Linked DNA regions of Mus musculus: region 1 is linked to region 2. A link is a contact called in public promoter capture Hi-C data. All regions are on one chromosome and are shown on one strand. The core of a region is the stretch at or near the end of the contact, and the rest is flanking DNA. Distances in the headings are between cores, read along the strand shown. Region 1 holds the start of Stim2 (stromal interaction molecule 2). Region 2 holds the start of Cpeb2 (cytoplasmic polyadenylation element binding protein 2).

Region 1 (2,700 bases), core at 81-2,580, about 11 Mb after region 2:
TGTTATTATTCCTGATTCTTTTCTGCAGTGTGCATCTTCCTCTTCCACTACCCGACATTCTTTTGGTCAAGCTTCCTAAGGAATTGTTATGTATTTGACTTCTTGACTTCTGGAACAAACTGATCTAAACTGCAAGCCAACAACAAAATCCAACAGTAGTCAGACCTATGTTCTTAACAATCCTAGCTTCGAGTTCTTAAATATGTGTGTGTGTTCAACACCTCCTTTTACATTTCAAAGGTTTTCTGAAGAAATGCTTTGATATGGGTCTCTGAGGTATGTAGCTTGCCTCTGAGTGCCATTTACCTGGGTCACATCCTGAGGACTCCTACCACAATTGAAACAAAATAAAAAAACAGCCAACAACAATAACAACAACATAGTCCCATTGCAATGGTAGCATCTACTTGAAGAAATAGATTCCGGTTCTTTTCCCCTTTTAGATCAATTGGATCTGGAGCAGAATTGCAAGAGCATCCACAAAACTGCTTCATTGCAGATAAGCAAAATGGTCAAGTCTATGTTGTAGTTGGGGCAACCTGTTCAGCTGGCAGTCTATAGAAGTGGTGGTTTGGCAGATGAGTGGCAGTGACTGCCTTCAGTGTCAGCATGGAAAATAGTAAGAAGCTAGAGCACATTATTCGAACATTTCCATTCAGTAGTTGATAAATCGGGCCATGTCCATTTATTAGCTATGGGCCGGTGGGTTGGTTAAGCTATTTTAACATTTCAGCGCTTGGGTTTCGTCACATGTAAAATGGCGATGAGATTGAGTTACACTATGCCACTGTAAATTGCTTAGAGAAATTCCTAGCACTCTGGCACAAGGTATGCGCTTTGCCAAATGTTTGTCAAGTAAATACAAAGCTAGGCTGGGTTTCCCTCCGCTTCTACAAAGCTGGCAACCGGTAACCCCCACCAACATCCAAGTTAGGGGAGGCCGCTGTTTCCCACTGCAAGGTTTTTTTTGACCCACGGGGTTAAAGCACTCAGAGGATCTGCGACGTCGATACGCTTTATCCAGGTCTCCAGGCTGCCCATCATCAGATCACGGCGTGGGCGAGACTCACTCCTTCCTCCCGCTCAGCTTCTCTGGCTCCTGAAGCACAGCCTGGGCGGCTGTCCCACGCCCCGCCTATCGGTCTGGGAACGCCCCTAGGGGCGGGGCCCACGACCACGCACGCGCAGTGCCGCGGCGTTGCGCCTGCGCCGTGGCGGGGCTGAGGGAGGCGGGGGATTGGTATGAGAGCGAGTGTGTGAGGGGAGGGAGGTGGCCCGGCCGAGCGTGGTACTACGGCGGGCGCGGGCCGGAGGGGGCGGGGGGATGCGCCGCGGCGGCGGCGCGGGCGCTGGGCTGGGGCTTGGCCGCGCCAGAGCAGCGGATCCCGGTGTCGCCGCGGCAGCTGCGCGGGTGTCGCGCTGGGTCGGAAGACGCCGTACCACTGCGCTCCCCCACTTTTTTTTTTTTTTTTTTTTTTAAATAACCGGAACCAATGAACGCGGCGGCGAGCCGAGCTTCGCGGGCCGCCGGTGAAGGGAGCGGGTCAGCACCCGGCGGGAGTCCGCTTCCGAGGCGGCCGGGCCCCGGGCAGCTGGCGGTGAGCGAGTGGCCGGCGGCTCCTGTGAGCGCTCCTCCCGCCGTGGCACCGGGCCGGGCCTCGGGCCGCCCTCTCCGGCGGCGCTGGGCAGCAATGCTGCTCTTCGGGTTGTTGGTGGCCGGCGTGGCGGACGGATGCGATCTGGTGCCCCGGCACCTCCGCGGGCGGCGCGCGTCGGGATCGGCCGGAGCGGCGGCGTCTCCTTCGGCTGCGGCTGCGGGCGAGCGCCAGGCGCTGCTGACAGGTGAGGCCCGTGCGGGCGACGGGCAGGCTTGGCGGGACTCCCGGCAGGACCCCATCCCCCGAGAGGGCGCCTAGCGGTTGCCTTGGCGCCGGTCGTCGCACTTCGGACGCCTTCCTAGTCCACCGACTGGCGCCTCTACTGTGCTTTCTTCGCCCTTAGTGGGCTCCTGCGAGCTTCCCAGCTGAGCAATGCAGTGGTTTCTCTTTCGTGCTGCCGAAGGGACCAGTGGGGTCTGTAGGGGACTGGGCTCATTTCCCCTCTTCCCAAAGCCGCCAAAGAAAGTAGGCGGCGGCAGCAGCAGCAGCAATGCGGTATGGAGTTGGCCCCTGTTGCCTTTGCAAAGGCGGCTGGCAGCTTCTTACCGATCGAGAGCCGGGCTGAGCGCCCTGTCCCAGGGGAAGCTGCTGAAGAGATTCTTTGAGAGCCACAGCACCTAGTGGCACTAGTGGTTCTGTGTTAGTATGAAGAAACGTCAAAGTCTGGTGTGTTTTTGTGGGGGTACGAGGACGCTTTAAGGGATGGAAAGTATATGCTGTTTGAGAGCATCACTGGGTGACAAAGGGTGCAGAAAGCGCAGCAGGTAACCAGAAACACACCTACAATTTACCAAGTGCAGGATATTTGTGACGTGGATTTGGGCAGCATAGTTCTGATGGAGTGCACCAGTACCTTTTTTAAACACAGAACGTTCTAGCACTTACTGAAAACTTGCAAATATGTTTGGTAAGGTTAAGTAGAAAATTGTATGCTTTTACAGCCTTCGTTGTCTTATATAACTGATCTGGTGTGGTTTAAGCAGTGATGTAAAGGTCCTGAAATGATTTCCTGGGGCACAGTGCTGGAGGTAGAGTAACTTAT
Region 2 (2,700 bases), core at 43-2,542:
GCATACTTTTGAAATAAGATGAGGAACCAAATTCAACTGACAGGGGCTTCAGAAAGACATCTACCTAACTTCCTTAAGAGACTAGTAAGTTACAACATCATTAGTCCAGTCTGAATCAACTTTCTGCAAACTGTTGAGATTTCAGTAGGTATTTCTGGAATCCATTCAGTAATTTCAGTTTTCTAAGCACCAGGAAAACTTAAAAATAAAAACTAAGAACATACAATTCTTTATTATGTCGTGTGGATCAGTTATCATTGGACTAAACAGTCAAGTGTGGTTTTCTCTGTGTAAAATGTTCCTGTGGGGAGGAATTACACTGGATTAAGTCCCCATCCAGCGCTCCTCTGTCTACATGGAAAGCCTTTCCCCTTCCACTTTACAAGCCTCAACAAGTCCGCTGCTGAGTCACAATCTCCTTTCCCCCCTGATGTGAGAAATCTTTCTCCCTTGAAAATTAATAAAGCTTCGGAAATGTTCCGATGAGAGTCTCCCGGGGGAAGGAAGCCAGAAAGAACTTGTAGAGGAGGAGTCCGGCACCCCTGGGTTGTGGTGACAGCGCACCCAGGGCTTGCAGCAGCGGGGCCAGGAGGAGCTGGTCTCAGAACCTACTCAGAGCTCTCCTGCGCGAGTAACCACGCAGAGCCCTGTCGGCTCCCAGACTTTGTTCCCCTTGCTGAAGTGGAAATGTTTGCTGCAAAAGGCGCCGGTGTTTCGCGTTTTACTCTTAAAAAACAAACAAAAAAAAATGCCTTCCAGCGGTGGCAAGGGTGGGTGACAGCACGCGCGGCTCGCACCCGACCACAGAGCATGGGACCTTCTAGAGTCCTGCAAGCTTAGCGCCCTAGTCCTGCTAGCAGGTCTGGGACAGCGGCACTTCACGTGACCCCAGGGGCTGGGACAGGGCGGGGCCTGAGGAGGGGGCGCGTGCGACAGGGGACAGGAGGGGCGGTTGCCCAGGAACCGTCCGCAACGCCCGCGCGTGCTCGCCTCCGTGCGCACGCGCACGGTGCTCGAGACCCATTAGCCGTCTCCCCAACTTCCACCGGCTTTTTTTTCACCCCCTTGGGCTCCATTCAAGGTCCTGGACTGAGGGACGCGCCGCGCGCGCCCGCTGCCTCGCAGGGTCCACAACGCACGCTAATGAGGGGCGGGGCGGGGCGAGGCCGGCGGCGGCGGCGGCGGCGCGCTCGCGCGTGCCAGGGCGCGCGACAAGGGGCGGCGCGATTGTGAGGTGGCTGCTGACGCACGTTCCGGGGTTCTTAAGCGGCGAGGGCGGCGGCGGCCGAGGCAGCGGCGGTGGTGCCGGAGCCGGTTCCGGGAGGCGGCGGTGGCCTCCGTGAGGGGCGGCGGGGCCCCAAGTCGGTGCCCCGGCTCAGTCACAGTGTCCCTTTCCCATTGACCCCATCCTTCCACCACGGCCGCGCCGCCACGGCTCCCGGGGCTTTCTAGGCGGGGCAGGGGACGGGGTGCGTCTCCTGCCGCGGCCGCCGGCCTGATAAATGCGGGACTTCGGGTTCGGGGTGCTGCACACTGCCCTGCTGCGCAGCGGCAGCCCACGATCCTCGCCCGGCGGCAGCGCCTACCGGCCCTTCGCCGCCGGGCCGCCCGCCACGCCCTTCGGCCCGCTGTCGCCGCCGCCGTTGCCTGTCACCGGCTTCTCCGAGGCCGCCTCCCCCTTCGCCATCCCCTCGGGCGGCGGCGCGGCCAGCTCAGCCGCAGCTTCCTCTTCCTCCCCGCTCGTGGCGCATCCCCAGGCCGTGCAGGATGAGCTACTGCTCGGGCTGACACAGCAGCCGACGAGGCCGCTCTCGGGGGCGGCGGCCGCAGAGCAGCTCCCCAGCCACCACCCCGGCGGCGGCACGAACGCGGGTGTGACCCACCTCCTCCCCTCCCAGGACTTCAAACCGAGTCTGCACCACCCCTCCTCCTCCTCCGCCTCCTCCTGCTGCTGCTGCCGCACCTCCTCCCCGCAGGACTTCAGTAAGCGGCAGCAGCAGCAGCTGAGCAGCCAGAAGAGGAAAGAGTTGAGCCCGCCACACCGTCCCCACCCTCCGGACGCGAAGCCGCCGCCGCCGCCGCCGCCGCTCCACTGCCCCGGCCGCTTCAGCCCAACACCGCCAACGCCGCCACCACCGCCCGGGCCGCTCCTGCAGTCGGCGCCGCTCGCCCAGCGCTCTCAGCCGTTCAGCCTCCCGCACACGCAGCACCTCCCGCCGCAGGACTTCGCCCAGCGGCAGCGCCCGGTCGACCTGCCCCAGCTCCCGCAGCTCCCGCCCTCGCCGCCCGCAGCTCCGCGGCGCCGCCACGGAGGCGCGGGAAGCCCTCGCCAGACCCCGGCCGCGGGCGAGGGCAGCGCCGCCGAGCCCCCCAATGCGGGCTTGCCCCCCTCGACGCCGCCGGTGAACCCCGCGCCGGGCTCCATGGAGTCGCCCAACCACCCTCTGCTCAACAGCCCCAGCACCCTCCTGCCCGGCGCGGCGCTCGGCACCAGCGCCTTCAGCAGCCTGCAGAGCCCGGACCTGCCGCACCCCGGCGGCGGCGGGGGCGGGGGACCCCCCGGAGGGGGAGGCGGCTCCGCGTCTCCCCCACCGCTGCCCGGCTTCGGCACCCCCTGGTCGGTGCAGACCGCGTCGCCGCCGCCGCCCCAGCCTCCGCCGGCGACCCAGCAGCAGCCACCCCAGCAGCCGCAGCCGCCCC

What was found. Promoter capture Hi-C pulls out the DNA fragments that hold promoters and counts their contacts.
Region 1: a contact with region 2 is called in a promoter capture Hi-C map of pre-B cells. The contact joins the promoter of Stim2 here to the promoter of Cpeb2 in region 2. A contact is called at or near these places in 1 of 39 promoter capture datasets (pre-B cells) and 1 of 484 Hi-C or Micro-C datasets (CD4 T cells).

The regions. Positions count from the first base shown.
Region 1 is chr5:53,997,193-53,999,892 of GRCm38.p6, forward strand. Stim2 (stromal interaction molecule 2) reads left to right here and starts at 1,331. Exons shown (of 12, transcript NM_001081103.2): 1 at 1,331-1,842. The coding sequence starts at 1,692.
Region 2 is chr5:43,231,961-43,234,660 of GRCm38.p6, forward strand. Cpeb2 (cytoplasmic polyadenylation element binding protein 2) reads left to right here and starts at 1,293. Exons shown (of 12, transcript NM_001368806.1): 1 at 1,293-2,700. The coding sequence starts at 1,503. The region is part of intron 1 of Gm7854 (predicted gene 7854); the gene reads right to left.